5 separate regions of the Mus musculus genome follow, and all the other regions are linked to region 1. The links are chromatin contacts, called in public HiCAR-type, HiChIP or PLAC-seq and promoter capture Hi-C maps. All regions are on one chromosome and are shown on one strand. The core of a region is the stretch at or near the end of the contact, and the rest is flanking DNA. Distances in the headings are between cores, read along the strand shown.

The links. Promoter capture Hi-C pulls out the DNA fragments that hold promoters and counts their contacts. HiCAR-type assays count read pairs that join an accessible place to other places. HiChIP or PLAC-seq counts read pairs in DNA pulled down with a chosen protein or histone mark.
Region 2: a contact with region 1 is called in a promoter capture Hi-C map of liver, with 3 times the contacts expected there. The contact joins the promoter of Nhsl1 here to the promoter of Tnfaip3 in region 1. A contact is called at or near these places in 1 of 39 promoter capture datasets (liver) and 1 of 9 other capture datasets (adipose tissue).
Region 3: a contact with region 1 is called in an H3K27ac HiChIP or PLAC-seq map of double positive thymocytes, with 6 times the contacts expected there. The contact joins the enhancer-like site here to the promoter of Tnfaip3 in region 1. A contact is called at or near these places in 9 of 39 promoter capture datasets (the 3T3-L1 cell line, the HPC-7 cell line, embryonic stem cells and 4 more), 5 of 484 Hi-C or Micro-C datasets (CD4 T cells, DN3 thymocytes, Sertoli cells and 2 more), 8 of 115 datasets of contacts at active chromatin or transcription factors (bone marrow-derived dendritic cells, double positive thymocytes, large pre-B cells and 5 more) and 3 of 9 other capture datasets (adipose tissue, liver and macrophages).
Region 4: a HiCAR-type map of fibro-adipogenic progenitors shows a contact between it and region 1, with 2.7 times the contacts expected there. The contact joins the enhancer-like site here to the promoter of Tnfaip3 in region 1. A contact is called at or near these places in 7 of 39 promoter capture datasets (the 3T3-L1 cell line, the HPC-7 cell line, embryonic stem cells and 2 more), 4 of 115 datasets of contacts at active chromatin or transcription factors (bone marrow-derived dendritic cells, fibro-adipogenic progenitors, microglia and 1 more) and 3 of 9 other capture datasets (adipose tissue, liver and macrophages).
Region 5: a contact with region 1 is called in a FOXA1 HiChIP or PLAC-seq map of pancreatic cancer cells. The contact joins the enhancer-like site here to the promoter of Tnfaip3 in region 1. A contact is called at or near these places in 14 of 39 promoter capture datasets (the 3T3-L1 cell line, 3T3-L1-derived adipocytes, the C10 cell line and 9 more), 6 of 484 Hi-C or Micro-C datasets (adipose-derived mesenchymal stem cells, embryonic fibroblasts, muscle stem cells and 2 more), 14 of 115 datasets of contacts at active chromatin or transcription factors (the NIH/3T3 cell line, bone marrow-derived dendritic cells, bone marrow-derived macrophages and 9 more) and 2 of 9 other capture datasets (adipose tissue and liver).

The regions. Positions count from the first base shown.
Region 1 is chr10:19,013,440-19,018,071 of GRCm38.p6, reverse strand. It overlaps Tnfaip3 (tumor necrosis factor, alpha-induced protein 3), which reads left to right and starts at 2,662. Exons shown (of 9, transcript NM_009397.3): 1 at 2,662-2,919.
Region 2 is chr10:18,405,459-18,410,090 of GRCm38.p6, reverse strand. Nhsl1 (NHS-like 1) reads right to left here and starts at 2,416. Exons shown (of 7, transcript NM_173390.3): 1 at 1,577-2,416. The coding sequence starts at 1,778.
Region 3 is chr10:19,576,533-19,581,164 of GRCm38.p6, reverse strand. No RefSeq gene overlaps it. Among named protein-coding and RNA genes, the nearest start is that of Ifngr1, 13 kb to the left of the region's middle. Within about 2 kb of position 2,499, at least 47 of the 459 cell types and tissues checked have an H3K27ac peak or open chromatin away from gene starts, as enhancers often do. A contact at or near this core is called in DN3 thymocytes, double positive thymocytes, memory CD8 T cells and 4 more, where this site is marked.
Region 4 is chr10:19,555,755-19,560,386 of GRCm38.p6, reverse strand. No RefSeq gene overlaps it. Among named protein-coding and RNA genes, the nearest start is that of Ifngr1, 34 kb to the left of the region's middle. Within about 2 kb of position 2,561, at least 6 of the 459 cell types and tissues checked have an H3K27ac peak or open chromatin away from gene starts, as enhancers often do. A contact at or near this core is called in fibro-adipogenic progenitors, where this site is marked.
Region 5 is chr10:19,530,237-19,534,868 of GRCm38.p6, reverse strand. No RefSeq gene overlaps it. Among named protein-coding and RNA genes, the nearest start is that of Gm33104, 46 kb to the right of the region's middle. Within about 2 kb of position 1,973, at least 28 of the 459 cell types and tissues checked have an H3K27ac peak or open chromatin away from gene starts, as enhancers often do. A contact at or near this core is called in hepatocytes, liver and pancreatic cancer cells, where this site is marked.

The DNA of each region.
Region 1 (4,632 bases), core at 1,413-3,912:
AAATTCTGACACAGTAAAAATGATACAGAACTCAGAAATTCTCAAAAATCATTCTGCACACCAAGAAACCCTCTCTCCTCTAATAAAGGGACTTTTTTTTTCTATTGAGTCCACTGTTTTGTCCATACATGTCCTTACCTTTTTGCAGAGCCCAGAGCATCTTGACAAGGTCTATAGTAGAAACTGGAGTCTCTTTGAAACCTTTATGGCTCCTGTTAGTTTCAATGCATTCACCAAATCTCCCCAGACTTGAGATGCGCTTACTTTCCCCTAACGGAGGCACTCTTCCACTCTCCTCTTCCCTCTTTTCCTTCTCATTCATTGCACAGACACTTCTTACTGGCCTTGCCCATGTATTTAGGAAGGGAAAGCTAAACGCACAGCCAAATCGTGCCCTAAAAGACATTGAAAACTAGGAAGTATGCTCTCTACTTACTTTCTGGGCTAGGAAGACCTGGAGGAGGCGGGGGGAGGCTGGGGCAGGTTGGGAGGCACTGGTGAGCTGCACAATTAAACTGTGGGCAATGTAAAAGCCTACAGATCGTCTTCTGCATCTGCCCAGTCACAAATCCTGGCAGGCAAGATGGCAAAGCAGTTCTGTGGGGACAGTGAGAATGACAGGTTTGAACTTGGTCTTCCTGGTTTGTTATTCTTCTTTATTGAATTCCCAGCTCAGCAAACCTAGAAGCCAAACAGGAGCCAGAATGGGCACATGGAAGCTGCTGGGTTCGTTGAGGAACTGTCTGAGATGACAGAGAGCCTGGTTCTGTTGTGGTCTGAAGATTAATATTCTCTTCGTGGTGTGTGCTTTGCTATCCTGCATCTTTTATCACCTCTGTGTGCCTGGGAGGTTTCCTGAGGGTAGAGCCTGCATCTATTGTGGCTAGTTGCTGTGTTTGTCAAAGGAATTCCTAGGCCCTCTCCTGTGAGCTTTGGAGCAAGACTGTGTAGACTGTGTAGACTGTGGGCATGCACTTAAGCTTTCTAAACTTCACATAAAACCTTATGTGAGCCTGTAATAAATATGTCAGGAATTTAAATTGCTACACTGCTTAAGTGTCCGAAGCTGAAAACATCTGTAAAGAAGAAGACAAATACTGGCAGGTTTTAAATAGAAACGGAGTAGGGAAGGACCTGTGTGGGGAGTGGGGCTGGGGTAATGGCCATTAGACCTGTCCTGGGGTAGTGGCCAGTACTCTTGCTTCAAGCCTCTCATTACAAATAGAAAATGCTGTCCTCTAGCCCAGTCACTACTGGGGAAAGAAGCACATGTCTCTAGTTCAAACGGGCAATATACAGTCTGGCAACTTGGCAAACACACTTGAAGTCCCAGTGGCACTGAGTATTTCTATCTGGTTTGCGCTATTTTCTAGGAATCCTGCCAGGGGACCCTAGAGATACACACTCACACACACACACACACACACACACACACACACACACACACACACAGAGTAAATTAATCACACTAAACACTATTTAAAATAACATCAGGTCACTCCGCAGACCTCCCGTGGTCCCTCAAACAGATCCCGGCTCCTTTCCGGGAAGAGCCTCACACCCTGCACCCTAGCCCCAGCACAACCACCCAGAGAGCTCTGCTCAGCCCCTTGATGTATCAAATGTGGCTGACCCTTGAGGTCTTATCTCTAGACTGCCTGGAGGTTTCTTTGTCACAGAGTTTCAATGTCACCTTCTCAGAGTGGCCCTTCCTGGCCAGTGAATGAAGCCACCTCAGTTTCTAGTGTGTAGCTCTGCAGAGAGTATCCCCACCCCACCCCACCTCACCCCCATACACACTCCACTTTCTCCAGAAAGGTAAAAGCATTTTCGCTTCTTTCTGCAGAGCTCAAGCCCCTGTCTAAGTGAAGCGAAGCTTTCTCCCCTCTCAAGAAAGGCAAGTCGGGGATCAATCAGGGCATTGTGGAAGGCTATCCTCCATTGGCTTCATGGGGCGAACTAATTCTCAGGCCAGCCAAACAATACTTAAGAAAACAACTGTAGAAGGATCGGGGAAAGCCAGCAATAAACTTGAAGAAATTTCTAAACTTTAAAACGCTCCTTGGAACAGGGAAATAAAGGAGAAATGGAGGGTGTGTAGGAGTGGGGGTGGGGGAGGCGAATCTAATTCTCTCTGAAATTGACCTTGCCCCCCCCCACCCCCCGTAACTCAAAAACTGCAGGACCATGGGGTCTGATCTCACTCTGCACTGCATCCAACCTGAAGCTGACACATGGCTTGGAGAACCCTGCCGCTTTTTCTGTCAATTCCCTTCGGGACCCTGCGGAGGGCTCTTTCTGAAGTGCTCATCACGTGCACAGCCCAGACTTCAAAGCCAAGCTTCAAGCCTGAGGTCCTGTGTGTCTGGGTGGTTTTTTGGGTTTTCTCTCTAATTTCCCTTCCTTTTCACAGCTGATTTTCTTCAGAAAAGAAGCTATAAAAAAGAACCTATTGCATTTCCAGTTCCCATCACCGCGATTTCCACATGGATGTGACGTGGAAGGCAGCTTCCGAAATGCCCAGGTGACTCACGCGGGGACACCCCGGGGCGGGACCTAGGAGTTTCTCCGGGCGGGGCGGGCACGGCTTAGAGCGCCCTCTGCCGGTCGGCGGCGCGCCACGCGGGTCACGTGACTGGAATTTCCATCGGAAATCCCCCTGTTGGCAAAGCATACAACTGAAAGGCAAAAAAGGGAACTGCCCAGTCTGTAGTCTTCGGAGCCGGAGGCGGAGCGGTGAGCCAGGCCGCCGAAAGACGTGCACACCCCCTCAGCCAGCGAGCCCGATCGGGTGTCCATGGGGCTCCGCCTCGGCCCGACCCCCACCACGACCCGGACCACGATCCCGGGCTGCGGCGCGCGCCAGTGACGGCCGGCCGGCCACTTGGGCTCTGCGAGGGCTCCGCGCGGCCCCAAGAGGTGAGCGATGCTCCGGCTGCGGGGTGCACGGCTAGCAGAATGCGGGGGTCCTCGGTCAGTGGGGTGCACTGCCAGCCAGATTCGGGGTGCACGGCCAGCTCAGTGTGGAGCTGCCTTGCGCTGGCTTTGCAGGGATCCTGGAGTTGGGGTATTGTTGGCCGGAGTTGAGGTCCCGGTGCCAGGTGTTTAGGTTGACAGCCCGAAGTTTCTTCAGCCGACTAGTTAGCTAGCTATTCCTTTTCGATCCTGCAGGGTGACAGGAGCTGCAGCTGGCTGATGAATAGTCAGTCACCTTTTGGGTTCCTAGGTCGTGTGGTCGTGGGTGACACCCCCCCCCCACTTGGAAATCAAGTGCAGCGTGTTCATAGGCACGTAGACCTTGCAGAACCGCGTTGGGCTTTTTTCCCATATTGTGCACAACTGGCCCAACAGGGGATGGGTTTCTCAGAGGCCACCAAATCCAACTTGGAGACTTCGGTCAGCTAACCTTTCAGTGATCTGTGGGAGGAGGGTTGCGGGGCGGGAGGTGGAGGGGAGGGGCGTGCTTTGAGATTGCCACTAGGTCTCTAGTTGCCACAGTTTAAGAAGAGTATGCATGCAGAAATGATTCTCTGGCCTGCTTGTTGGGGACTCCACTTTAGGTGGCATGTAAGACTCCCTGCTGCAGCCCCGACTCCACACTGAGATAGTGTGTTGTCAGTCCGGGTCCGTTGTCCCACATCCTGCCACCTGGCCTCTCAGGAAAGCTGAGGTATTAAGAGCTCTTTTTGGAGCATGCTTTGTTTTCTCCTGGTCTCTGATCTTTCTTTGGAAAGCTAGTCTGGTCAAGTGGGGGCACCGTTTGGAGAACTGATCACAGTTAGTTAGCCTTCTGATGTCCCAGATTATTGAGCAACTGATCCGGTCTCCATTCTTATTGTCTGAGATGCTACTTGGATCTTTTGCAGTTCTTTGTATGGATTTGTTTTGTTTTGTTTTGCTTTGCTTTGCTTTTTTTGGAGGGGTACTTCCCAACAGTTGCCCGAGGTATCTGTTGATAAATAATACATAAGTTTCCACATCGCAGACAAAAAAAAAAATCTGTTCAGAGTGGAAAAATAAAACTGGGGGAAAGACTTTGATGAGTAAGTTCTATAGAATCTTATTGATCCTGTGACAAAAATTGGGAAATTTATCTGTAAGGCAGTGAGGTAACAAATATATTTTTAAAAGTTAAGGGTAATGTTGTAAATTTTTTTTACCCATAAAACATTACAATAATATGTCAGGAAAATTTATTCTCTAAATGTGGGGAAATCCAAGAACTGGAAACTTGGGCAGAGGTTTAAGCTCTGTTTTAAACAGGTAGTGCTAGTGAGAGTGCTATGAATGGGGTAATAGTAGGCTACCAGACATTGACATTTGCATGTTTTATATATGGTTTAGAGCCCCCACCACATTTAGATCTATGCTAAAAGTTCTTTAGGTCCAGGAGCGTGAAATAGCATAGTCATGAAAATAGAACAAGGTGCAACTCACTGATCTAAAACTTCTCCTTGTGTGTTTCTGAGAACAGCAAGTGCTGTGCCTCAGGGTTGCTATCAGGAAACTAACAGAGGATTGAGATAGGAAATAGGAAGGTTTGGCTTTCAGGAAAAGCTACGTCCTATGTTTGCTGGACCTGAGATGGGTCTTACCTTCATTGCCTTAGCTGCATTGTGTCATTCATATCAA
Region 2 (4,632 bases), core at 1,167-3,666, 610 kb after region 1:
CCCTCCACAATGACTTCTTTATTTTCTACAAGTCAAGTATACACTACTTGCTTCACTTTCCAACTAAACCTAAGGCATACAAATTCAGTCTCTCCCTTTAATGTTAACTTACATGAACCATGGACAGTGAAAGTCCTAAAGAAAGCCACATGGTCACACGTAGACACTCTCCAACAGAAACCTGATAGCACTTGGTTTGAAGCAAAGTACGTTCTGAGAAGCAACTTCTGGCAAAGGCTAAAGGGAGTCAAGAGTGTACCCCCTTGTAACCACAGCACCATGGTGTCCACCCTACAGACTTGTCTGGTTCAAACATAACCAAAACCACAGCTTATTCCTGATTTAGAAAAGTAGTTCCCAGATGTGAACTACCCAGCTTCATCCAGAAAGCAAATGCCTGTTTTGATACTGGTAATTACACAGTGTGAACTCAAAGCCAGGTTTCAAAGCTCAGCATGAGTAGACCACTGGTAACCAACCAACTCCTTGATACAATAGCTGGCATCTTTAAAAAATATTAACCAGCCCTTCCTCTGCCAGTTCAACAGACAAACACAATCCAGTTAACATCCATTGTCCTTGTAAAAGAGCTGTGTTTTAATCCTCAGAGTGCACAGAGTGACCGTGTACCCAGAGCATGCAGGTTAGTTAATTCTTACATTTCTGCAGTTTGGGTTCCCAAAAGAGAGGGAAGAAAGAATAGGTCCCTGAGATGTTCTAGCAAGGTTTCCCTTGGCAAAGGGAGAACACAGTAAACAAGTCAGTCCTGAACAGTGTCTGGCCTAGGCTCCTTTGTAACACACAGGAGTGCTTCCCTGCTGAACTCTGGACAACATCCAATGAAGAAACCATTTCAGAGCTAAACAGTTCAGTCCCTACACCAGACATCCTAATAGGCAGACGTTAGAAAGTCTATATAGAAAATAGGGAGTGTTATAAAAGCCTAGGATGTGCCCATGTCCTCCAGCAGGACTATAGTCTTCCTCACCTTCCAGGGGGTCTAACATGCTAATCCTGAGAACAGACACCAGCGCTGGTCTGACAAGGAACTTGACAGAAATCCAAAACTCTTTTGGCCAAGGTAAACCCCTTGTGTCCATTTTCCTCCGTGTCACACTCAACACCTGTCTAAGTCACACATTCACCAAACCCATTCATCTTCTCAGAAGAACGCCGCAAAAAGACACAAACCCTCAAGCTTTGTCAGAGCACTTACTGGAAAGAGCTCATGACTTGGCCCAGACCAGATGATTCCATCTGGGGTGACAGCGTCTTACTGACTTATCCAAGTCACAGGCGAGCATGGACTGGGGAAGAGGGGAGAGCACCTGCGGCAAACAACAGCTATTTAACCTTCTGGGAAGGCTACACGGTCTCAAGCTGGATCTTGGCGGAGCAGTTTTTATTTCAGACGTGTAAACAAATGAATGGTACTTAGCTCCAGCACAAAAAAAAACAAATAAGGAACTCCTGATGGAGCAGGAGAGGACGTGACAGGAAAGCACCGGCAGGAACAAAGAATTCTATAGAGCAAACTTTTAAAAAGATGTTTAAATTAAGAATAAAATCAAGTCACCTTTTCTGGGCTGGGTCCTGTATATCCAGTTCTCATCATCGGCTTCCACCTGGTGCCCACAAACGGACAGCTCTCCATCACTGCGGAACAGCCTCTTTGTCTGCCTGGACAGGGAGGAGAAATTTATCCAACTCACAGCACGTGAGAGGGAGCCTGGGCTTGCCTTGATTCCGAAGGAACCTGAGGAGCCGTCCTTTTTCATCTTCTTTCACATCAAAATCCTCTAGAGACAAAGGGCAGCCCAACAAACAAAATGCTGGCTTTTTAGAATTGGCCGGGATCCTTGAAAGGGGCCTGCCCCTTCCCTCTTAACGCTGAGAGTCGGGCAGGCTTTGTGCTTCTGCGTGCCCGATTAAAAGGAAAATGAAGGATTAAAGATAAATTTTTTAAGAAAATGGTTTACTCTAGACACATTGTAGCACCAATTTCTGGCGGGAGGTCCTCAGGCAAAAATAAAAATAATAATAAATAGAAGTACAAGCTTTAGAAAAATAAACAGTACAGTCATTTCAGACACACTTGCCAAGACTTTGTGAAGAAGAGCCAAGGTACCCCGACTCTTGGCTGCATGGCTAGCATCCCTAAAGGTAATCCTACGCCTCTCCAGGGCATCTTTCCCTCTTAAGGCAGACAGCCAGGCTTCCGGAGCTAACTCCTCACCCTGCAGAAAAAGATCCAGCGTCAAGCAGGCCCCTAGTTTAAAGTTCACCCACACAGGTTACTCAGGAGAAATCAAAGGGTTCGGCTCTGTTGTCCCGGCCCAGGGAAGAATCATAAACCGCCCACTTGCCCTCCTTCCCGTCTGGGAAGCGCTCCTAGCCGCAGGACTCCACAAACAATAAAACAGGCTGCGTGGCTATCGCTTGGATTACAGAGTAAGCACTCCTGCGAAAGATGATAGGCTTGCCCGACACTGAAGGCACCTCATTGGAGACAGAGAGCCCCGCCCCTCCACAGACCGTACTTCAGTGGTAGCTCAAACTTCTGAACTCCTGCAAAGCAATGGAAAAGCAAGCCTGTGCAGAACGTAGACGTCTCTCTGCAGATCACAAAAAAGATTTTGATTGCTGACTACTGGACCCACTTCTGAAAAAGGGTGATCACCAGAAGCGCTTTTAATGTGGTTTCTAGTCCCGAATTCCGGGGGTGGGGGTGGGGACACGGGTTAAGGAATGCCGCGATTAAGGATAAGGTAAGCAGTTTCACTTCACTTCCTGCTTTCAGCAAAGGTGAAACGCAGCCATGTGTGCACCTGTTTCTGCCTCCCCTTCTGCAGCCAGCAGGCAGAATATGGGGAGGTAGAGGCAGGAGGAACTCCTAGATCAAGGGCAGCCTTGTCTACAAGGTGAGTTCCAGGAGAGCCAGGGCTAGCTACACAGGGAAACCCTGTTCCAGAGAACAAACAGTTCTAAAGGCAAACTTTGTGTCTCAAGTCTACCCTGACTCTCTGAGACGGAATGACGGAGTTCTTCAAGCATGCCAGGGCTGGGGCGTTCGCTGAAGAAGTTCCAGAGCAAAGTGTCCCCAAGACAGTAGACTCTCATGCTACACAAGAAGACACTGGGACTGAAGAGGCAACTGAGAAAACAGCCGTCAGCACTAATGAGGCCAGAAAAGCTAAAGGGTTCTCAAGAGACCATGATGCCTAAATGCCTCAGGTTACAGACAGATGAACTCAAGCCCACACATACCCCATGCCAGAGCAGTGGTCAGGGATGGGAAGCAGACAGCACGGGGTCTGAAGTTCTCGGCTACTGGGTGTGCTGGTCCTACCTACCTCAGCTCTTAATTTTCAGTGATGTGTCTACACTGACCATTATTACAAGTGCAGAGACGATAGAGCTGCCAGGCCCAGTGGTGCACACCCATCTTCCTGATATTGAAGAGGTAAATGCAGAGAACTGACTTCCACTCTATGTAGAGCAGCCAGCCTGGGCTAGGTGACATCCAGTCTCAAGAAAACAAGAAGTAAAAAGAATTAAAAATATAAAAATGAGGAGTTTTTAAGAGCACCTCAGAAAAAATGTGAACGAGCCTTCTACTTAGCAAGACAGAGCTCCTGCCCTCTAAGAGTGCATGGGCACCAAACAACGTGCACAAGTCTCTCTAACCTGCTGTCCACACCTTCCTTATAGCTGCACTGTAATTCACATTTATAATTTAAAGGTATCTAAGCTTCATAATGAACCCCTTGCTGTGCCTGATACACCTTGATACACCTGAGACAGCTGAATCCTCTTGGCCTGGGTGCACAGTCTCAGTGCACCCAGTCCAGTACCCAGTACTGGACTCAGTACTCCTCACATGGCCCCAGCCTTGCACACATCTGGCAGAACCTAACGGAGGAGCAAGGAGAAAACTCACTATGAGCAACCAAGAGAAATAACTGGCTTATCAGAGCCAAGACTCAAGACTGTCCCTTAAAGTTGTTTACATTTATACAGAAGCTGAAATTATTTGCCAAAAAAACAATTTTACCCTAAATGTAGGCATGCTAACAAACTGGATTTCACTCTTTTTTTAAAAAAAAAAAATATTTATTTTATGTGAGTATACTGTAGCTGTAGAAGAGTGCGCATCAGATCCTGTTACAGATGGTTGTGAGCTACCATGCAGTTGCTGGGAATTGAACTCAGGACCTCTGGAAGAGCAATCAGTCAGTGCTCTTAACTGCTGAACTATCTCTCCAGCCCACAAACTGGATTTCTAAAAACTGTTCCTACAAACCACAAAACAGAATTGATTAACCAATCCTCCATGTACTGCCTAATCTATGGCTTAGGTCAGTGGTTTTCAATCTGTGGGTCTTAACCTCCTTGGGGTCACATATCAGATATACTGCATATCAGATATTTACATTATGATTCATAATAGTAGCAAAATAAGTTATAAAGCAGCAATGAAATCATTTTATGGTTGGAGGTCACCACGACACGAGGAAATGCATTAAAGGGTCGTGGTATTAGGAAGGTTGAGAATCACTGGCTTAGATGATTGAATATTTGCTAATACAAAGAAAATCACAAACATTAATTTGTTAATTAATTGGATCAAAG
Region 3 (4,632 bases), core at 1,250-3,749, 560 kb before region 1:
TTAGAGTTCCTTTTCTGCATGCCTAACTTGAACATTCATTATTTAAGGTAAGGATCTTACTAGTGCTACTGGGCAAAACCATTTGCTTCAGAAAGGAACCTTTGTGATAGTCCAAGATCACCAGCCTGGTAATAGATCACTTCCTACATTTCATAAAAAGATCATGAGATTTAAATAGGCTCTGAGTCATATTAAATCTTCAAATAATCAGCTCTGACTGAACTTGGGACCCAGGAACACAGGGCAGAAACGTGTGTGAGTTACGGCAGGGAGGAGTGAATATCCTCTGAGATCCTCCACATAATCATGGGGGAGCTCACAGTGAGACCAAAGTCTGCAGGGTCACCTACCTGGGTTGAAAAACGGAACTGCCTGTTGTTGAGAGTGAGTGGTTCTGTTTCTGTAGGAAATGGAAACTGCTGATGGCTCTCTGGTAGTCTGCTAACTCAAGGAAGGAAGGAAGGAAGGAAGGAAGGAAGGAAGGAAGGAAGGAAGGAAGGAAGGAAGGAAGGAAGGAGGGAAGGAAGGAAGGGAAAGGAGGGAGGGAAGGAAAGACAGAAGAAAGGAAGGAAGGAAGGAAGGAAGGAAGGAAGGAAGGAAGGAAGGAGGGAGGGAGGGAGGGAGGGAGGGAGGGAAGGGAGGAAGGAAGGAAGGAAGGAAGGAAGGAAGGAAGGAAGGAGGTAAGGGAGGAAGGAAGGAAGGAAGGAAGGAAGGAAGGAAGGAAGGAAGGAAAGAAGGGAAAGGAGGGAGGGAAGGAAAGAGGAAGGAAGGACAGAAGAAAGGAAGGAAGGAAGGACAGAAGGAAGGAAGGACAGAAGGAAGGAAGGAACGAAGGAAGGAACGAAGGAAGGAAGGGGGAAGAAGGAAGGGGAAAAGAGGGGGGAAGGGTGCAGAGGAGCTGGCACAGGTTGGTTGCCGTTTTGCTGTTGCAGTTAGTGGTTCAGATGAGGAAATCTCCATCATTTCTTCTTTCTTCAGTAGGTTACCATCACTCTTTCCCCAAATGTCCTTTTAGCTTTAATCCCTCACAGCCCTGTATCTTAGCACCCAAAATATTGAACTAACAAAGCTGGCTTTAGATGCAGGTAAGAAAACTACAGGTGGTGGGAAAATTACCATTGTCCAAGCCAGTGCTATCTCCATTCTAGTATGCACCTTCCATGTTATCTGTTAGATGTCAGTACAAGGTTAGGTAGGGGTTGAAGGGTATAAGTGGAGGGAGTCTGCTGTCTTTTGTTTGTTTGTTCATTCGTTTGTTTGTTTGTTTGTTTGTTTTGACAGGGCTGGCCACCCTGCTAAGTGCCATTGTATCAGGCAGTGCTGTATTTCTGGAGAGAAAGGAGATGGTGAATGAGCTTGGGCAGACTAAGGTTGCGGGATCAGGAACATTTGCTGCAGAGAAAGAATTCTGTAAAACAGCAGTGCTGAAGTGCCAGGCAGAAGCCACACTGAGGAGAGCCTGTGTTCAGACACCTAACTCCTTGGCATGAGCTTATGACATCAGATGAGCTCTGGTCCAGGGATTTGATATAAGGACTAAGGACTTCCTGGTTCACAGAAATAGATGTCCTTTTTCCATGTCTCTCTTTCCTTGTCTTAAGGCACACTTTCCCCATGGTCACAAGGTAGATTGCAGAATTGTAGATGACTCATGAGATTCCTCCAACCTGCTGACATCGGAATAGATACCCCTATATCCACAGTTCAAACACTATTTTACTGGAGATACAAACTGAGGAAGAGTAGCAACTTAAAAGTGAACTATCATCATTGTTCTGTAATTATGAAAGTTGTAACCTCATGTGCACAACACAGTAAGGGAGGCTAACCAACCTGCTCAGAATGGATTTTTGAGGCTTAGCGAAATATAAATAGTAGCTAAGTCCATTAAATTGCCAAATAAATTTGTCATATATTAAGCATAGTTATATAAATCAGGGGCCTCCAGAGAAGCAGAACCAGTGGGATATATGTATAAATATATGTGGAGAGAAGAGTGGGGGGTGCAGCTCAAGGTTATAGCACTTGCTCAGTGTGTGGGGAGCGGGGAACGGGAGAAAGGGGAAGGGGAGCAGAAAGGAGAACAGAGAAAGGGAGGGGAGGGGAGGGGAGGAGAGGAGAGGAGAGGAGAGGAGAGGAGAGGAGAGGAGAGGAGACTTTATGTAATTAGCTGACATGACCATAGTCTCTAGCAATGCCGAACTCTGCAGGAATTAACAGCAGACTGGAGAACCTGGAGAAGAACGGCACTTCAGTTCAAAACTAAAAGTGTGTAGGCTAGAGACTGTAGGTGAGCTGAGGATATAGATTCAGCCTAGAAGCTGCCTGCTCCAAAATCCTCCTGCTGCAGCATCCTGTTGCAGTTCTGAAGGATCGTGTCTGAGTGAGCTAAGGAAGGCACTGGCACCCAGCCAGGTTTCCAGAGCAGGCTTGGTAGCACGTGTCATACAATCCAGTTACATGGCTCCTGTTGATGATCTTTGGGAGGTAAAATATCATGAAAAGGGTAAATTGGCAGGAAATCTATGTGTAGTGTGTGGCTTTGACATATGTTCTAGGCATATTGCTGCACAAAGATGGGCAGTCTAAGAGGCAAGCCGTGGATTGTTGAAGCTGAGAAAAGGAAAGAAAGTGTGTCGTAGGACATGGGCACCATGTCCGACTGCAAGGAAAAATGTAAATCTGAGCTCTGCAGCCAGTGTTGTCTGTTTACGAAATGATTGTGGTGGTGACGATGGCTACATCAAATTTGAGTTATGAAAATAACGTTTTATTTTAATGTTTTCTCCCTGTCAAACTTTACGGAGGGTTTGAATGCAAGTCTAGAAGTTTAAATACCAACATCAAAGAGTTTCCTTCTTAGAAGGTGTTAAGTTCTAATCATTACTCTTTATTACTTAAAAGGATATGTTTTTCGTCTCTGTGGTTTGAAATGTGTGCGTCAATTTGTCGGGAGGGGGTTAGTGAGCTAAAATTGTGGTTTCCTTGGCACAAACACACACTGTAAATATTGCCTTAGATCAAATTTACAGGAACAGACTCTTCTCTCAGTGCAATATTTTACAACAAAAAGTAGATTGGACGTAGTGACTGTTAGTTTTAATGTCTGCCTGACACCTTCTAGAACTACTTGGGAGGAAAGTCTCCCTGAAGGGTCATCTAGATCAGGTTTGACAGTGGCTGTGTTTGTACATGCAAGGATTAAATGAATCAGTCATGAGCTCTGAGTTAAGCTCAACTGAATATCACAGCTGTGCGTTAGCTTAGGTTCTAAAAGTTGATTAAATGGGAAATCCAAGTCAAGTACAGTTAATGACTATGTTGTCCTCTTAAAACAGTGGTTCTCACCTTCCTGGTGCTGTGACCCTTTATCACAGTTCATCATGTTGTGGTGACCCCAAACCATACAAGTATTCCGTTGCTACTTCGTAGCTGTAATGTTGCTAGTTATAATGTTGCTAGTTATGAGTCATATGTAAGTATATGCTATGCAGGATATCTGATATGTGACCACTGTGAAAGAATCAGCCATCCCCCAAAGGGTTGCAAACTGCTGTCTTAAAAGAAGGTTAAATAAACAGGCTGACTATGCAGTAGGGTAGTAGTCTTAAATCGTCAGTGACCTCAAGGTGTGTTATTAACTCGAGCTAGAGGTCCAGCAAAAGTTACAGACTCTTAGAACATAAGAAATATTTTCATAATATTGTATCACCATAGTTCACTGTGAGTTATACTGATTGCATTAATTGACATGGGAAAAAATCCACTCAGAGTGGGTGGTGTCAGTTCCTCCTTAGGTGTTCCTGAACTGTGTGAGAGTGAGAAAGAATGGACTGAGCAGGTGAGCTTCTTCATTACTTTGTTGCCTTCTGCTCTTGACTGTGGATTTAATGTGGCTAATTCTTTCAAGCTCCTGCTACTATGGTTTCCCTGCTATGATGGACTATAACCTGTAATTAAGAGCTAAAATAAACCCTTTCTTCTTAAGTTGCTTTTATTGAGGTGGCATTTTTCTTTTCACTAGGGCTAACATATTTATCTATTTATTTTTAAATTTTATTATATAATTATATTTATTTTATTATATCTTCATTTATTTTTTTATTCGAGACAAGGTTTCTCTGTATAGCCCTGGCTGTCCCGGAACTCACTCTGTAGACCAGGCTGGCCTCGAACTCAGAAATCTGCCTGCCTCTGCCTTCCGAGTGCTGGGATTAAAGGCGTGCATCACCATGCCTGGCCTTATATATTCATTATTTAAAACAAAATTTAAATTTAAATATATTGATCATATTTATCCTCTCCCCCAAGTGTTCCAGATACACTCCTTCCCCTCACCCAATCAACTTTATACTCTTCCTCAAAACAAAACAAAACAAAACAAAAAAGGAAACAAAACAATAACTAAAACTACCACTGAATTGTAACCAAATAAAAGCACACACACAAAACTGTGGAGTCCATTGTTGCTAATTCTGATCTCCTGGGAGGGGCTGCAAACCAGGAATAAGTCACATACTCACGTGACTTCTTGTGAACAGTCCTCTAATGAATAAAGGAGCTAATCACTGGGCGAGTAGGCGGGGACTTCTGGGTTGGATAGGGAAAGAGAGGAAACAGGAGGGAGGGAGG
Region 4 (4,632 bases), core at 1,312-3,811, 540 kb before region 1:
CTTCCAGTTTGGTGTTTTTGTGGATTTCTGACTCTGTTTCTTGTGTTTTCTCTTTGGGTTCTTTTCCTCTGTTTGTTTGTCTTGTCCTATGCTGATGTGCTAGTTTTTGTCTTATTATATTATATTTTATCTTGTTGATATTCATTAGAAGACTGTAGATTTCTAATGAGAGACAGAGAGGGATGGATCTGGATGGGAGGTGAGGTGAGATGAGGAGGAAGTGGGGATGCAGAGGGAGGAGAATCATAATCAAGATATACGATGTGAGAAAACTGTTTTCAATAGAAGGGAAGACATTTAATGTCCTCTTTATTCATGGCCCCGAGTTTGTATACAATATCCCCAATCACTCGTGGGCTTATTGGGAGGATACAGCTGTTTACGCTATAATTGCCTGTGGTTTCGCTGAGGGGAAGTTACACAACGCAGTTGTTTTATGCTGATCTTTTAAGAAATTTCTCTGTTGTTACAAAGCTACTAAAATTTATGAATGACCTAAGATATCACTTAAAAACTGGATTTTCCTGGTGATTGAGGTAACACGAGTTTCTGAAGTATTTTCTGTCCTTTGTATATATGAAGGAATGGAAGTACTTTGGATTGGCAGCTGTCCAGACTTTAGGACCAGACTGAGAAGGCAGTGTCTTTTCCTCTTGACTTTAATCCAAAAAGTGGCCATGCCTTTGTATAAAACAGGAAGATGACTATTCTCTATTATTTGGTATGGGGATATATTTAGGGAGGAATCTATTTTAAAATATTCATATTTATTAAGAGATAAAGGCTGCAAATGTCCTATCCCAACTCCCTCAGCTTTATCGTGACAGAAGACATGAGGTTTAGATTTTGAGTTGGTCCCATATAATTTGTATGTCTCCACCAAGAAGTCCTTACATACTGTCCCTAAGATGTTGGTTTCTATTCATGAATTTTTACAATAGAGAAAGAATGTTTTTTAATCCAGCTTTCCTCTTGGAATTTTTTCTGGATTATTAAAAGTGTCTAAGAAACATCTGTGTCATAAGCTATGGCAGCTGACAAAGCTGTGGATCTAGCTGTAGATGACTGTCTACCCATCAAGCACCCACTGTACATTAGCCAAAGATTTGAAAGCCTAAGATGGAGAATTATTATGGCTTCCTGGAAGTTCTTTTGTTCATGAGATCTGACTGGCTATGGCAGTTAGTGCCACGCCGTGTTGCAAGATTTACAAGCAATCTTAAGAATATTTTCAGATTAAAAAGACAAGGAGTCAGGATCGATTATGCCTTAGTTCAAAATCCAAAGTACACATCACACTGGCCACTACCAAAACTGAGGTTCAGATGAGAGCTCTGCCATTTTCCAATGTGTTTGTGAGAGAATAAAGCTTAAAGTGCGAGTATTGTTGTTGGTCACTAGGATTGAAAAGTATGATTTAGACAACAAGAAAATAATATTGTTGGTTATTTTCATTAGCAATGGTTAGTTAATATAGCCGTTGTCATTAATAGCTTAATTAGTTGTTTAATAAGTTAATTGTCATTGATTGCCTATTTCACAAATACTGCTTCTCCATTTTTCATTTCATCACTAAAAAAATAAAACCTTACTCTTTTAAATCTCAGTAATTTCATGTCCTCAGTTATCCACAGACTGGTCATATTGACAATTGATACAACTCATGGGGAAAAAATATCTAATTTTCCAACTGCTGGTTGTTAAAACCGCTGCATTTTTTCCAGGTACCCCTCAAGGCTTGAGTCTAAGGTGGTTCTTGGAGGTCCTTGTTCCCTTTTATTCTTCTGGAAGTAAAGGTGACATGTTTGGCTGTAAAAGGCTTTATAGTTGCCTGGGTAGCAGAATGAATATGGTTCAACTTACTGGGAAACACTTCCTTCTTTACCTAAGCTCTAACTACATTCTTACCTAATATATTAGCATATACAATGGGCCCTTCGCAATCATCAGTCTTAGAAGAGAGAACTAGGAAGCACAGCTGTGACAACTCTTTTATTTGCTATAATTATTAATGTTTATATGTGTAGTGGTGAAGGTGGACACACATGTGCCAAACATGTGACCTGCATATTTAACCACAACAACTGCATATTTAACAACATTTAAACACAATGATACACATATCATCACATACACATACACATATATACATACATATGTATGTTTATATCAGAACAATATATACATATATACACATACATACACACATACACACACATATATCAGTAGATATGGAGCAAAGGGAGAGACATGAGGCACATTGTCTAAAAAAATAAGAAAGATTCTGTATCCAAGCATATAAATGTATACATGGAGAGAAGTTATAGGTAGAAAAAATTAAGAATTTTATGGTCTTGACCTAAGAAAAATAAAGTACATGATTTCCCATGATGAAGACAACAAAAATCCAGCTGTAACTAGAAATATGAAAAGATGTCATCTGGATTTCATTTTCCGTTGGCTTCTAGATTTTTGGTTTAAAAATCTGCAGATGAGACCCAGATGGGATAAGGATACTTCTGAGCAGTTTTGGAAGGACAAGGAGAGACTGAGAGTGAAAAATTATCCCATGGTGTGAACTCCACCGGCCCAGTTGAGGATGACATGAGCTAAGACAGAAAAGTCTGTGAACCTCTGTAGCAGGCGACTCATGACCGTTAGAAATGAGCTGTCAAAGCAGACAACCCTGCTTTTAAACAACCCCAGCCTTATGAGTTACCTCCCCACTGTGGACTTCCTAGAGACCCCATGATCATGGATCTAGTTGTCTAGCACCACATTTAGAACAAGGCAGTTATGGTACCCTCTGTTTTGTTCAGTGCTCTGTACGCCCAAACCTGACCAAACCTGCTTAGCTGCTTTGTCTATTCCCCCCCCCCCCCTTAGCTTGATCCAAATCTGTCTGGCTCTGAAAGAACAGGAGTAGTGAAGGAAATAAATGGAGTCTCAACAGCCAGAGAGGAAAGGGAGGGGATTAAATTTAGTGCCATTTAGAAGCAACCATGTCACATACACACAGAAAAACAACCTAAGAAGGAAAGGCTTTGTGCGTATCCCCCATGTCTTGTTCCTTTCCAAGAGAGGGAACTTTAAAGAGGAGGGGGAAGATGACATTTCTTTTTTCCAGGAAGGCAGAGTACCAAAGCCAAGAGTACAGAAAGGCAAAGTCTAGAGAATTAATCCTCCTAAAGGAATCTTAGCCCAAAGGTGCTTATTCGAGCCAAGTGACAGACCATGGCAGCAGAGGAACACCTTGAATGATAACCCCTGTGAGATGCCAAATGTGTCACTTCTAAATAGGATTCCATTTTATTGATCCTTAGTATTATTAGTAAAAGAATTTAAAAAATAAGCTCAGAAGGGAACTTGAGGATTGATTTATAAGAGTTTGAGGGAAGACAACTGTTACCTCATTAACTACTAGGAATGGAATAAGAAGAGAGATAGCCATGTCTTTTGAGGTAGGTCCAAGAAAGCAAGCATGTTCAGGAATGGAGATGGGCAAAGCAGCTACACAGCAGAAGGGGGTGGGGGTCACTCTAAAGAAAGAGAATGCTCACAGTGTTGGCTAAAGCATGCTTAGGGTTTTGGCTGGTACGAAAACAAGAGACAGACCAAGAGAAAGGGAACGTTACACGTGTTTCGTTAGAACTCAGAAAAGAGGACATCTTAGCAGGCTCAGATGAGCTGCAGTAAATACACTCTGGGAAGAGAATCTGAGGACGATGAATTCATCATCTCACTACAGGGAGATTTCTGAGGGAAGGCCTCATAGCAAATTGATTGACAGGCCTGTTTGGATTAACTCTTAAGGGGGAAGTCAATCGTATTTCTTTAAAATTTTTGTGTCATGTCTCCACCTAGGGCCAGAAGTAGAACTCAGATCCCATTGTTTTGAGCAGGAGGAGGCAACTTTTCCTCCCTTACTGGGCTTCAGCAGAGTTGTGATACTTTGCACAAGGTATTTTAAATATTAAGAAGGAGACCCGGAGTTGCTTCACTTGCTAGTGTTATCCCAGAAAGAAGAGGTGGGGTCCAAGGCCACTGGCACATCCTCAGTGGCCTCTAAGTCTGTGACTGACTGTCTAGCTACCTGGCTATATCCAGTGCTTTTGTTTATACATTCCACGCATAGCGGACTCCGGAGCTGCCTCCAGCCCAGGATACTGTAATTAGTAACAGAGGGTAAATTCTTATGCAGCCCCTGAAGTATACGTTTGGATATTCTTCCAGGAAGTCTTTCTGGATATCACATATCACATGGATCTATTAAAATCATTGTTTTAATTGTGATATTTTGTATGTGGGGGTTGCTATAATATTTTCTCAATTCATGCTTATTGCTTCTTAACTCCTTTTATTTACTCATTAGGACTCACCTAATCCCTCCCTTTTAAAAGTGGAAATATTTTATCTTTTGATAGTTGGTTGTCTTAGTTAGGGTTTTACTGCTGGTGAACAGACACCATGACCAAGGCAAGTCTTATAAAAAACAACATTTAATTGGGGCTGGCTTACAGGTTCAGAGGTTCAGTTCATTATCATCAAGGTGGGAGCATGGCAGTATCCAGGCAGGCATGGCACAGGAGGAGCTGAGAGTTCTATGTCTTCATCCAAAGGCTGCTAGTGGAA
Region 5 (4,632 bases), core at 724-3,223, 520 kb before region 1:
AATTTCACAATTTTCTTTAAAAAGAAGGTCACAGACCTCCACACGGCAGAACATCTGTGTTCTTCATTGTGAATCAGGTTTAACCCCCAGGGTGGATGTTGTTACTGTGGGCCACGGGGCTAAGTGATTTAGGAAAGGCTAATCTAATAAGTGGACACCACCTGTATCACTAGGTGACACACCTTATAGCACTCAGAGACATCTTTTCAAATCTTCAGCATTGAATGGAACTCCCAAGATGTCCTGTGGATTAACCTTCTAATTTTATGAAGGTAAAAACCAAGATGTAGAGAAGTTAAATGGCTAGTCAAAAGCTACCCAGTCAATAAAGGGTATAGCTCATGCGATCATCCAGCACTGATTGTTTCTTTGTGTAAACCCGTAATTTAAAATGTGTGAACTGTGAGTAGAAACACTTTTATTCCTTTATTTTTCTTGTATTGAATATAGGTTCTTACCTCATGCAATAAATGCCGATGACAATTTCCACTCCTGCTGCTCCCAGTTCCTCCCCACTTCAGCTTCCCTCGGATACACTCCCCATTCTGTCTCTTATTACCTTGTTATCTAAAAGATAACAACCACACTTGACAAAATGAAATATAACAAGGTGAAACAAAAAACTATTATATTGAGGCTGGACAAAGCAGCCAGTACAAAAGGAGGGAAAGATTCCAAGAGCAAACACAAGAATCCGAGACCCATTTGTTCTCACACTCAGAAGTCCCATAAAAACCCTAAGCTAATAGCTGTAATATATCCACAGAGAGCCTGGTGTAGAACTATATAGGCTCTTTGTGTACTGCTTCAGTCTCTATGAGTCATATTACTCTTGCTCAGTTGATCCAGAGGGCCTTGTTCTCCTGGTGTCCTCCATCCCCTCATGCCCAGTCTGGCATGACTGTATAAGGGGAGGTGTGACACAGTTCCTCCACCTGGAGCATTGCCAGGCTGTTGATCCTATGACCCCCACATGTGTACATGGTTGCTGTTGCCCCAAACTTGATCTTCTGTCTTTACTACTCTACTTTCAATCTTTCTTTTTGGGGAGTATACTCCCCCCACCCCCATTACTCAGAGCTAATCATGACATAGTAATCAAAACTGATGTGATTTTCAGGAATGAGGAATGGAGGTGGTCATGATGGATGATGGACAGGCCTTCAGGACCATGGGAAATGATCTAGACAATATAATCACAAGTGTCATAAAAGCCTACATGGTCCTTTTAGGAAATGCTTCATTACCAGACTTGGCCTTGAATGATTTCGGAATCATTGGGAAGTACATGTACCCTCTGGTTCAATGACTGCTGCACTGATCAGCCAGAACGAATTCAGAGATATCGAGGACAGAGAGTTAGAGTGATCTCAGGAAGAAAGGGTATGGATAGAAAAAATAGAAATTTATATATATTTTAGGAATATATAGTATTAGAATGAGAGTACGTGAGGTTATAGCATTGCTGCGATAAGAAAATGAAGATTAGAGACTTAAAAGATGATGTAGACGCATATAAAAAGTTAGTGCTCTGTTATTCTAGCTGATTGATGAATTGAAGATATCAATGCCTGGAAAGGTATTAGAGAGAGCTAACTGTTTTAGTGTATTACTTACATAAATTCAAAACTTGGTAAGGTATCATTTTAACTTTAGTAGTCTGTCATTTTTCTATTCTTACATGGAAGAAGTTACTAAAGGCTGCTGTCTGCTGTACCAGAAAACTGGAAGAGCTGTGCCCAGATGTCCATAAAAACAGGCTGTGGAAGGCTAAATGTGCTTTTGTTTTGTGCTTGGTTCTGCTCTAAGGAAACAGGGGGCTGGGATTATTGATCCGGGACTCATAGAGCTTATGTAAATCTATGAGTTCTCGATAATTATTAACAGTGATCAAAGCCTTGATGATGTAGCTTTAGTAAACACAAGACTGGGTTCAGACTTTCTATGTTTATTTACCCTTAAGCTTAAACTGAAATTAAATAACGAATACTGAGAATCATCAGGGACAGGAGAGGACCTGAACTAGCAGTGTGTGTCTATTACTGACTCTGAGTCATTACTGCATCAGCTCTGTTCCCATTCTTTCCTTCCTCAGGACCCTCACACTCAGGCAGGACCTCGGTACCCTCAGTTTCTTACACTCTCCACCTCCCCTTCTGTGGGGTTCTCTGAGCTGTGAGGGAAGGGATTTGACTAAAACTTCCCATTGAGAGCTGGATGTTCAAGGTCTCTCTCTGCCCAATGTCTGGCTGTGGGTCTCTGCATCTGTTCCTATCTGCCCTCAGAGGAAGCCTCTCTGATGCTGACTGGATAAGACTCTGATTTATGAGTTTAGCACAATATCATAAGGAGTAATTTTAATGATAGTTTTTTCTTCTTTTTTTAAAGACCAGTAGTGTTTGGGTATGGGTTCTGTCTCAGGGATCAAGCCTTAAGTCAATCAGACATTGTTTGGCTACTTCCACACGTTCTATGTCACCATTGTCCCAGAATGTTTTTCAGATAGGATAGACTGGAGATCAAAAGTTTTATGGACAGGTTGGTATTTAAGTTTCTCTTTTGATGACCTGCAGAGTATCTTCCCACACCAAAGATTCTTCTCACCAAAGGGAGTAGATGTGAATCCATGTAGAGCCCAGCTCAACTTCTCCATGTTTAATGAGTTGTATGGGTGTGGTTCTCAGCAATGGGGCCTGGATGTTTGAGGAGAGTTTGTCTTAGCAACAGCCTGGGTTGTTTAGGGATCTCCATGGGACCTCTTGGCCAACAACTCAATTGAAAGCAACCCAGTCCTGGTATTAGAAGCTTCAGTTGGTGACAAGAGATGGCCAGTTTGGACTCTGTCTCTTCCATCACTAAGAGACTTAGTTAGTATTAGCTTCAAGTAGAAATGATTTAATTAAAAAAAAAATCCCACTTTAGACAGTTTTACTGCAGTGGCATGCGCCAACTAATAGTGATAATACTCTCGTAAAAGAGTGGGGAAGTAATGACCTTGGTGTTCTTCCTTGGAGGCCCACCAGCTGTAGGAAAGGAACCAGGCCTTCTCACTCCTGGCCTACCCTAAGAGTACTGCAGGTGTGGGACTGCCTACCAGGAATGAGTCTCTACCCTCCTTACTTATTTAACTGCCATTCTTTCTTCAGATCAAAGTCCAAAACATCACTTCCTCAAGCTTCCTGAGCCTCCAAGGCTGGGCAAATGCCTTATTAGGTAAATAGAACACAGCACCTGACCTTTGAACTGTGAATTGCAAGTACACGAATATTTGCTCTAACTGTGTTCTGATTGCAGCCCTTGCTAATAGCCTGGGAATTCCTTGAGGGTGGGGCTCATGCATATCTGTTCCTGTTGAATTTATCTTAGTGTGTCACATACTCTAGAGGTGTTTCATCATCTATCAGCTATTTATTGAGTGATGAGTTAACAAATTAGGCTGAAAAAAGTTAAGCACCCACTCATGCTTTGTAACAGGTACCATGACAAGCTTTGATAACCTAAGTGTGTGGTGGCGGGGCAATCATGCCTTATGTAGTTTACAACAACAACAACAACAACAACATCAACAACAACAACAACAACTGTAGCACAGAGCCGGGGTTTCCACACACAGAGCTGGGAGTCCTGCCATTCTTCAGAGAGAAGCAGCTTTTAATTGACCATATTACAGAATACTTTTAAGCTGGGTGTTGAAAGAGGTGTTCAAAGCTGCCTTTGCAAACTCTTGCAGATTTGTGAGTGTGCACTTGTAATAGGAAAGAGGTAGGTTTTGCTTTTCTGGGCCACTGTCCTTGGCTTGCAAATCCCTCTGTGGAGACTTGAATGCATAATGAGTGAGTTATTTCTGAAGATTAAATGTAAGTGGATTTTTACTTTTAGATAATCCAATATAATAACTTGGTTTTTAATTGAGTGACTTCAGGGGATTATGTAGGTTTAGAGAGTTCTCTCTGTTCCTCACGCATATCTCTGCCTAAATTTCAGAATCCTCTGTAAGCTCATCTTTTCTGGGGATTGAAACCCATGGTAGGCAAGTGCTCTACTACCAAGCTATACCCCAACCAGGCTCAAGCTCACGTTCTGTCTCTTTTTCTTCATGAGTTTAACACCCACTGCTACCATGGTCTATTACTGTTTTCTTTTCTCATGCTTTCTCTGAAGAACTCACTCACTAGCATTGTTCAATGTCTTATTTTGAAATGGATTAGCTTGGATAAATTTAATAGTAAAGAGCCTTTCAGGGTATCTACTACTCATGGTTTGACTGACACATCCAGGCTTCTATCTCAGTGGCCATGGGTAGATGGGGATCTGAGTCCCTAGGCAACAGGCAAAATGAATTTGCTGAAATATTTGGATTTGTGTGTGCTGCAATAAAGAACTGGACTAGAGACACATCATAGCCACATAGAGATGGTTTATTAAGAAAAGGACAAGCCTTCGGAGACAGAAGTAGGCTAGTGAGCCAACGGAAGAACACGTGCTCAGGAAGTGGGCCATACACTGTGTGAACTTCTTATAGGGTGTTTATAAGCACACCTGCTCTTGAGGTTGTGGTGTGTCGTGTTTGAATTGTGCATACTCTATTAGCTGCGTGAAGCCCCGGTGAGGAGGGGCTTGGGTCTTCCTGTC